Regions from separate parts of the Ovis aries genome. Here region 2 is linked to region 1. Evidence: chromatin contacts called from public Hi-C data. All regions are on one chromosome and are shown on one strand. Each heading gives the region's core, a stretch centred on a gene start, on an enhancer-like site or on the middle of the called end of the contact. The rest is flanking DNA. Distances are from core to core; before and after follow the strand shown.

What was found. Hi-C and Micro-C count contacts between places; a contact is called where the count stands out from the background.
Region 2: a contact with region 1 is called in a Hi-C map of blood, with 2.8 times the contacts expected there. The contact joins the enhancer-like site here to the promoter of MBNL1 in region 1. A contact is called at or near these places in 4 of 16 Hi-C or Micro-C datasets (blood and tail adipose tissue).

The regions. Positions count from the first base shown.
Region 1 is chr1:236,294,219-236,299,543 of ARS-UI_Ramb_v3.0, forward strand. It overlaps MBNL1 (muscleblind like splicing regulator 1), which reads right to left and starts at 3,872. Exons shown (of 8, transcript XM_060394763.1): 1 at 3,823-3,872.
Region 2 is chr1:236,364,416-236,369,549 of ARS-UI_Ramb_v3.0, forward strand. No RefSeq gene overlaps it. Among named protein-coding and RNA genes, the nearest start is that of MBNL1, 69 kb to the left of the region's middle. Within about 2 kb of position 2,901, at least 6 of the 54 cell types and tissues checked have an H3K27ac peak or open chromatin away from gene starts, as enhancers often do.

The DNA of each region.
Region 1 (5,325 bases), core at 2,622-5,121:
CTGAGAAAGCCGCCTAATTGCACTGAGAATGTTTTTATCTCTTCACTAATTCAGATTTTTTCACTATAACATGAAAAGAATAAATGCATCTGCTTAAATTTTTTCTTATGAAAAGTGAAACTAAATTTAACTAAGGTATACTTAAAGAAACATTCTACTATTTTTTTTTTTCAGAATCAGAACAAACGTGATGTTTTTGACGATCGTATTACTACTTATATCGAAAAGAAGAATTCTGAGAACGTGGTAACAATTACATACATAAAAAACTAAAAGCTTACAATGAAATATCTGTTAAAGTAGAATATTTTTCTTTAAATTTGGATTTTAAAATGCGAATTTAGCATTTTCCTCAATAATGCTGAAACATTAAAACTTATTTCCTGTATATGCATAGAATAATGAAAAAATAAAACTGGAAGCAATTTGGAAAACATCAAATATAACTGCCTGATTTTAGTTCGTGTAAAATAATAAAAATTATCAATGATGCCAGGTAAGTGTTGGAAATACAACAATAATGCTCAAATAACAAATAAATGCATTTTAAATATTTTAAAAATTAGCACTGTTTTAAAAAAGTTTATTGGAGTAATAGTTGACTTACAATAAATTAGTGGTGTTTTTATTTTCTACATTTCAGTGCAGACGTGTATAGTCGACTGCATTTAATATATCGTTTTAAGTGGGAGTATTCAGAAATATAAAACGTCTTGCCTTTATTCTTTGTATTTGTAGATATGGAAATGAGATACACATTCTATCTCACGGACAAAATATACTGACTACCACAGTGCATAGTTTTGGGAAATCAAGAATTTTCCAACTTATTTAGCACATAGTTTTATTAACAAAAAAATAAATATGAATGCACTACATGTGATGCTTTTCTGGAAATCATATATGTTAAAAATAAATAGAAGATCAACAGATGTAGGTGGATACAAATTTGCTTTTAAAAGTCTGACTCACAATACCTAGATTTAGAGAATTTTTGTTTCTGAATTTAAAACATGCCATCCTTCTTAGTTTGCACTTAAACCATAACCTCTTTCAGGCAACAAGCTTTCTTGTGTCTATTTTTCTTTTTGTTTTGCAAATGGGGAAATGGCCCAAAGAAGGGAAAGCAAAACACACAACAAAGAAATATTTCTGTGTTTCAAAAGTCCTTTAGGAAATCCAGTTATCTATATCAGAAACAAATAATGTTGTTTCAAAGTAAAATTATTATATGAAAGATGATATATTCGTCAGGGTGGGATACAGTCTTCTGTTAGCAAGTCATTCTCTTCTGCAGGTGGGCAGTTTTGGGACATTCATAGTGTGAAAGAGAGATATAGCCAGGGAGTTATGAGATTAGCTGGATCAACCCTGGGTTTCAATCGACTGACAGGTCCTCAGCAGTATCACCCACAGGTCATATAGTCAACTGTGTCTTATTAAGACAGATATAAAATTTCACAATGCCATACAGCAGTCATTCAGTTTTAACTTTTATTCGACTCAGTGAAAATTGATGCCTTATGTAGTATGTCACATGAATATAATTCTAATGAAACATAGTAAAATATGTGTCTATAGTTTAAAAGTCAAAATTTATGTTTCCCAGCAATAAATTATTTACAGTATGATATCTACTTTCACTTAAAAATTTTGGATGTGGTTGTTCATTGGTCAGTTGCCAAGTCATGTCCAGTTCTTTGCGACTTTGGCTGCGGGGGGCAAAGTCTGAATGTTTTATGTAATGACAGTGGTGAAATAAAAAGTCTATGTAATGGAAATTCCCTGGTGGTCCAATGGCTAGGTCTCCATGCTCCCAATGCAGGGGACCCGGGGTTCAATCCCTGGCCAGAGAATTAGATCCCACATGCCTCAACTAAAAAAAAAAAAAAGATCCCACGTGCTGAAACTAAGACCCAGCGCAATCTGAATAAATAAATACATAAATATTTTTAAAAGTTAATAACAAAAAAAGCCTATGCAGTGCATCCAGCTGTTTTCCTAACAATGCCAAGAATATCCCCTCCAACTATCTGCATGACTTATGCAAACACAGCCAGATACGCACTGACTTTTTTTTCTGTAGGTATAATTTTCTTAAAGGCAGAAAATAGTCTAAGCTTATTTTCCGTAATCTAGGACGCGGCTGTTCGTTCAGAGACTTTAATAATTCTCAACAACAACAACAACATCAACACATCTGTCTTGCCAGCAAGATAGCATTTTCCCTATTTATTTAGCCTTCATTTGCATTCTGAATTACAGCAGTGATCAATTTAGATTCTAATTTCCTTGGATTATGTTTTCTCTTTGTTGTCATCAGCTATTCAGCGTAACACCGCACTATGTATAGTATACACACAGCACATAATAGTTCATGATGTCAAAATATCTCATACTTAAAATTCTGGACACTTAATAATATTTCCATCATTTTTTTTAATAGAGAAGGGCATTAAAAATTATATTGTTGCAAATAACATAAGAAGTAGTTGTATTTAATTGATGTGTGATACATAAAGATGAAGGTGCATAATTTTAATGGTTTTCTCACAACTATCAGCTTAATTTAAAAATGTTAATTAGTTAAGAATGTCAAACTTTAGTCAACAGTTTACTTCCTGAATTTATAACACGATCAATCTGTTTTTGTTTCTTTTTTTTCTCCTTATAATCAAAAGACAGCAACTCTTGTTACCGCACTTGACGTGAAAACGGTTTTTTTAAAAAAGCTTTTTTCCAGGTAATGTGGTAGAACCAGTATGACAGTACTGTTTACCAAAATAGTAAAAATTAAATCCATTAATTGACTGAACAGCATAGACTTTCTCTTTTGGAAGCCATGCTATTATTCTAACTGAAAAAGCAAACCAAGTATTATTATTTGAATATATATATATGTTATCTATATGTGTGTATAAGTGCATTTTTCTTTTTAAAGATGTATTGAGATAAATTGTAATGATTTTGGCCAAAGTACATGGAAACCAACTGCTTTTAAAAGGAAGATTTAAAAATTGTTGTATAAAGAATACAATTGCATTAAAAACAATTAATTCATGTTAATATGTGCAAACATTACTCTAATTGGGACAAGCAATTGGAAAAAAATTACATTGTATTTAGATTACTTTAGAATTTCCTAGTGAGATCAGTTTCAGCTCAGTTTGATCTCCAGTTACAAATCCTAATGGTCTTTGTTTTAGTTCTTGCTCTGTTGTTAAGCATTAAACTGTAAACTGATCTTAAGACAAACATATTAGTTTTTTTTTAGATCGTATCATATACACCACAAATTGCTTTTCTAAAGTATTTAAATATCACTGTAATGTGATGATATGAAAAATAACACTGAAATGTCCTTTTAGAATAATACATTTTCACAATGAGTAAACAAATGCAAGAATATCTTTTCCCCAGAAAATGTTCAACTAATAATATGCAAAATTAACAAACCAATATATGTAGGAGAATTTACTGGAGCTGGGAAAGAAAAAAGTTCTCAAAATTTATCATTAATATAAAAATTCTTTTAGTGTAAACTGTGTACAAACTTATGAAGAAAGAGTATATTTAACTTTGCAGTTAAAATAATTTAATGGTCAATGAGAACTTGTAAAATTTCCAGCTTTTTAAAGATTGTATGAAATTGAGACATTGTAAATTTACTAAGCATTTTCATTTGAAACATTGACTACTCACTTGAGAGAGAGATCCGGTTTAATTTAACTTACTTTGTAATCTGGCCAGTATTTAAATTTGTTGTTCTATAAGTAACAACCCAAATAAAATAAAAAATAATAAGTAATACTTTGTTCTTACCTCTATGTCTTATTTACAGTTGCTTGTTGGGCTGCTTAGAGAACTGAATTAAACTAACAGCACCTCAAAGAACTCTGTTCTCTGCTCTGCTCTGCTCTCCTCTCTAGACACATTTTTTTTTTTTCCCCTCTGCAAAGTGATAGTCTACTGAAAGAGGAAGTTGTGAAACACCACAGTCATTATGCTTTATAAATTCTACAGAGAACAGAAAATTTTTCACAAAGCTTTCACTTGAAATCATGGTAACAGCCCATAATTGGTGTGTACACATATAAAATTAATGTATATAGTTATACGTGTAAGCAAATTTTAGAAAAGTTAAAGAAATTTATACTTAAGTAATGTTCATTTACATGAGGAAACATCTCCTCTGTGGTTAAATGAAAATCATAGAAAAACAGAAAATATTGCTCTATGTGGAAGAAATTGTCAGGCTGATATGTGAGGAATAAACTTACCTTTTCATAAGGCTAATTAATGTAAAGTCTTTGGAGTATGACCTAAATGCTAACCTGACTACAGACATTTTGTAAAAAGAAAAAAGTTCAGTAAACGGGCATTTTCCTGGAATCTGAATAGTGGTTTTTTTACCTAAAAGTTTTAAACTTCCTTTCCCATGAATGGTTGCCTGTTTCATATAGATAAAGCATTGCAAAACTGAAACTGTTCCTTATTCATGAGCTATGATCTCTCTCAACTTCAGCCACAAGAATAAAAAACAGGTGCAGATTCTGCAATGCTGTGCATTTAACTGGTTAATTTTCTAAGAAGATAGGCATTAATTAAAGATATCTATGGGACAGTAGGGACAATATTTGAAAAAGGACATAAAAACAGTTGGGCAACACATATACTATTGCCAACTTCAAATAAAAGGAAATACTCGTATATACACTTCACCCAGGTTACTGGGTCATAGAAGCAAATGGGTAGCTGCAATTTTTATGTGGCGGTCCTTCCCACCTTCCCTTGCTGGTTGGGGAAGAGATAGGGGGTGAATTGCAAGAATAATTAAGTAATTATGCAGACCTCCACACATTGCAAGAACTGCTTTCTGAACTTTAGAAACTACCATACTCTCAGGGTATCACATGCTGCTTTACTTAACCTTATTTTCAAAGAGGCAATAAAAAGTAATTAGGGGATGATTAAAAATGGAAACATTTTCCATTTCACCTAAAGTCATACTTAATGTGAATTTGCAGTAAGTGAAAATAAATGAATAAACAACACTAAGAAAGCTCCCTCCGCCCCCCCCCGACGCTGAAATCAAACCAAATAAAAACTCCACCATAGAGTCATCAATAGGAAATTTGATTTAAAAAGTGACATACTTATAGAAAAACTTTGAAGAAAAAGTTATTATTGGTGTGATTAACATTGCTTAGATTCTATGTATTTTGAGAGACTTTAAATATTACTGTATGTGAGTGTTATTATAAAACATTAAGCCTATTTGTTGCTCAAAGACCCAGGTTTACTCCTGGAAGCACAGTGCTCAGT
Region 2 (5,134 bases), core at 1,651-4,150, 69 kb after region 1:
GGGGTGGGGTGGGAGTAGGGGAGGGAGGGGAGATATATGTATTATTATGGCTGTTGTTGTACAGCCATATAATTTGTGTTGCTGTACAGCAGAAACTAACACAACATTGTAAAAATTAAAAAACAAAAAATAAAAATAAATTCTAAAACAAACACTTGGAAGAAAAGATCCAGGGAACCATGAGAGCAAAATAGAGAGACTCAATTTAAATTGAGGAATCTCTCAGTTAGCAATACTGTGAGATCCAAAGTACAGACAGGATTAGTTGAGCAAAGATTAGGTGGAAATCCATTCAGTTAGAAGGAGCAGCATTTTCATAGGCATTAAGGAACTTTCTGAAGAAGATTAAGTGTGACCATTGAATAAAATGAGAGAAGGAATTGCATCTAGATGGAACACATGTCCCAGGCTGCAAAAGAAAATGTGCTTATCCATTCCTTCTTCTAACCTGAGTACTGAACAATTTTTATGTAATTATCCATCCTTGACTTACAAATTTTATAAATATCTCACATCCCCTCATAGCTCAGTTGGTAAAGAATCTGTCTGCAATGCAGGAGCCCCCGGTTAGATCCCCTGGAGAAGGGATAGGCTACCCACTCCAGTGTTCTTGAGCTTTCCTTGTGGCTCAGCTGGTAAAGAATGCGTCTGGATGTGGGAGACCTAGGTTCGATCATTGGTTTGGGAAGATCCCCTGGAGAAGGGAAAGGCTACCCAATCCAGTATTCTGGCCTGGAGAATTCCATGGACTGTATAGTCCATGGGGTTGCAAAGAGTTGGACATGACTGAGCGACTTTTACTTTCACTATCTCCCCTACTAAACCAGCTCCTTGATGGCAAGAATTATTTCTTATTCCTATTTTTGTCCTCTGTATCATGCATAATGACCCATGGGTAGTGACAACAAGGCTGACTTCCTAAGTGTAGTACTGAGAGGGACCCTTGTTGATTTAACTCTCTACTGTCACCATCTTCCATTTCTCAATACTTTTGGAATAAAGGGACCTGCATTTTCATTTTTCACTGAAACCCCCAAGTAACTTAGTTAGTCTTGAGTGACTACAAAGGTTCTGAGTGAATGAGGGGCTCAAAGGTTAAGGGAATCGAGTTAGAGTATTCTGTAGGGTATTTTTTCTTTTAGGGTCAACTTTATTCCAGGAACACCATATGATTCTTGGTTATATGATGGATAGCTGAGAAATGGACAGTGTTCTTTAAGGGAAGTCCCTAGTCCTTCAGGGTGCTATTCCTTAAACACTAAATTGAACTTCTTTTTCACTTGGCCACTGTGACGTATTTTGGTCTTCCTAGAACCCACTCAGTTGAAGCATTTTCTTTCATGAACACTTTTCAGAATCTACACTAGGAATTAGTCTAAGTCCCAGACATTACTTATGAGGTCATTCATCTCTTTGCATTATATGAATTCTTTGTCCCCTATCACAAGTGCAAATGTGGAGACATATTATGTCATTCAGGCCCCTGCTCATGAGTCTACTGAAGCTTGTTAAAAAAAAAGCAGAAGCAACAAAGAACTTCAATTAGGAAGTTTAATCACATTATTTGTGCCTGGCAGTGACTGAGACTGGACATTTTGAAACTGAAGGCTTGTGATTTTGGGGGTCTGAAGAAATTAGTTTTGTTCTTAGTTGAGATGAGTACAATGCTGGAAAGTTGTGAGAACATGCACAGTTGTGAGAACCTGGGATAAATATTGAGTTATTGACTGAATTGCTCTTTTTATTTGAGAAGCCACTTGGAGAATACTGAAGGATTTTTTTCATGCTCCAGTTCACCAAGCTATAATCAACATTATTACGAAGTTTTGATATGACAGGCTACCTCGCTCTATCTATCTGGCCAGTGATCCATGGATTATGACCTCTTTCATGAGGTTGACGACCTAAACTATTTTACCTCATGAGGAGTTTTTACAGTTACTTGCAGCAGTGAGTCGAAAAAGTACCTGTAGAGTACAACAATGTACCATTTATTCAATTCATTGCCTGCTAACACACTGTACAGATTCCAAGTCTATTTCATGTGAGACTTTTAAGGATCCCAGTGGGCAATCTCATGTGCATACTGAGCTTAAGCCTGGGTTGTTATCTCTCTGTTAAATAATGATGGTGAATATTTCCATTAATAGTGATTGCCATACTTCATCATCTTTCAGAAGAGCTAAGAACATATTGTAAAATTAGTGACTACAAATATTGTTTTGAGAGAAAGTGAAATTTAAACCTATGCAATCGAACAGGACTGCATAAATCTAGCCTTGTCACCTTGGTGATTATTTAGAGACATGGAGTTATACTCTTGCTAAGCGAGAACATTCATTTTGTAATGGTGGAATATTGTGAATCAGTATTATTTATGAACAAATATCATCCCTGTGGATTTTTTTTCTAAATCCCTCAAGAAGGATTCCTCTTTGGTAGCTTACTTGTACATTGTACATTTTTCCTGGGAGTTCTTAATCTTCCTCAATGTATTCATTTTTATCATTTTATCTCTCTAGCTGAAAGCTCCTTGAATGTAGGGACCACTCTTTGAGGGCAGGGATTTTTTGAAATCTTTATCCACAGTTTTCTGGAAAGTAATAAATGCTTATTAAATAAATAATGAAAAAAACATGTAAATGATTCTTTTTTTAAATTGTATCATAGGTATCTGTATCTCCTTAGTCCAGCCATTTAAATAACCATCAAGTCTATGAAAGACAGTCTGGTGCAGTAGGAAACTTATACCAGACCCAGAAGTTGTAAGGACCTCTGAGAAGGTGCCCATGTGTGATGAGCTCTGGAAAGCAGAGTGTTTTCTATCCTAGAGGCAAGACTGTCTAGCTCAAGTGGCAGAGGCAGGCAGTGTTGAGCAAACAGCACGGGGCCTGCTCTGATGCTTCTGCTCACAGAAAACCACATCCTCACCCTTGGGGTGAGTTAGTCTCTGAAGGGCCTGGCCAGTGCTCTAACATCTGAAAGGAAGCACTCCTTTTTAACTTTTGCACCTCCCCCCCCCCCAATATAGGCTCTAGTGGGAAGATGGAGAAGTATAATTAAAGCCCCTAGCAAACATTTTTTTTGTCAGATGATAGAAACATCTAATTTAATGAAAGAAATTAGGAAGGATTCATTTCTACACTTGCATTTCAAATTTGTTAAATTCTGTAGGGCAAAATGCCAATGCATTCATTTACAGAGAGACAAATATTTCACAGGTGTATGTAAAAGACATCTTGTAAAGAATGCTTTTTGTAAACAAGAGCAATCTAGATTGGGTTCTGCTTCTCTCCTTCTACAGAACCAGTATCAGTTCTTAAAAAAAAAGGAGTATATATTCACATATATTAAAAAGCCTACTTATAAAGCAGTCAAACTAATTGTAGAAAACTTTAATCTGTCAATCTGATTAAGAATATTGTCTAGATGCCAATGGGAGACCCATTTCATAGGACAGGATAAAAGAATGTTAACAAAATTGGAATAGTTTTTATAGCTCTCTTTTCCCCTAATTTGGTTGTAGAAAGATATTGTTTTCTACGTAAGTTTTCCCTTTTGACTTTTGGCTCCGCTAATTTTTTTCTCAACATAATTTCCAATTACAGCATAAAATGCACTATTATTTATGGATAGTTTAAAAGGTAAGTAATACCCATTTTATTTTACTTTTCCCCAAATCATTTTGAATGTACATTTTTCTTTTTAATTGTTATTTTCTTTTTTTTTAAAATTGTGTACAGGAAAATTTTACTCTCAAGGGACTTTTGTAAACACTGCTGTCCCTCTTCCCAACCCTTCTATGCTCACACAGAAGCATGATTTTTATTTTATTTTATTTTGAACTATCAGGAGACCATTCCTTCACCTTAGGAAGGAAATATTGGTTAGTTTAAGACAACTATTCATCCTTTCACTAATGTAATGGAAATGATCACATGATGTAATTCACACCAGGGGAAGGCCTGCTGGAAGCAACTAGGGAAATTGTTACTTTCATTAATAAGAGGCATAAGAAAATATATGCCCTCTTGTAACAGTTTTTGGGTGATAATGCAATATTTGCAACTATTACAGCCAACTTAGAGTTTTGTGGAAGAGATAAGGGTGCCTGTGGGGCAAAGCTAAGGAATTAGAAAGAAAAGATGAACAGATCATGAATCAATTTAAAAATCTTTGTGAGTTAACAAATTATCTTATGTTTTAAGCCAATTTAAGTAGCATCCTCTCTTATTCATCGAAAAATGTTAACAGATATTGCACTGTTTTTGGAGACTCATGGCTTCCATTGAGAGAGGGGCTATGATTTCATTCCAGAAGTTGTCATTGAACTCAATATTTTTTCTTGAATGTGCAAACTCAGCCAATTAAGGTCTATAATTTGATTCTTAGGATATTAGATGAAGACAAAGTTAAGCTTAAGCTAAAATTCTGTAGTTCCAAATATCTATATTTTCAAAAATATTTTGACATTTAAACTATATGGGTACAGAATTAAGCTGCTGTAGTCTTGCCTTTAGAATGCCATTTACATTTTGAAAACTTCCTTTCTTTTCCTCTCCCTGTTTGCTTTTACCCAATAGATTATTATAAAGTGAATCTGAAACATTTTGATCCATTATTATACTGAGACATCAAAATCATCAAGATGTGACGACTGAAAATTTTATCAACAAGACATAGACTTTTAGGGAACTTTACACAATTCTGATCATTTTATTAGGTCCTGAATATCCAGAAAATGCAGTTGATAGTCACATACCAATAATTTTCTAAGAATATTGCCATGAGAACCAACAAAATAACTCATGACTAGGGCATTTTGGAGAAAGTATCAAAATTAAAAGAAATATTCTACTTTGTCAGTTTACTTATTGATGCTTAATTCTTCTCAATATCACTGTAAGTAATTCCAGTCCAGTAATTCCCCTATTTAGTATCACAATTTATTAGCATGTAAGTGGAATTTTTATGGCTTGTTGTTGACTATGACTTGTTAATAAAAATAGAAAAATCCGTTTCATATTTTGATTTTTCAAGCCATGCTTCATTGAAATCTGCTTGTATTTTCTAGTATTTCTCATAGTGAATCTCTATGAACAGTATATTAAACAGAATTCTAAATAGATGCAGC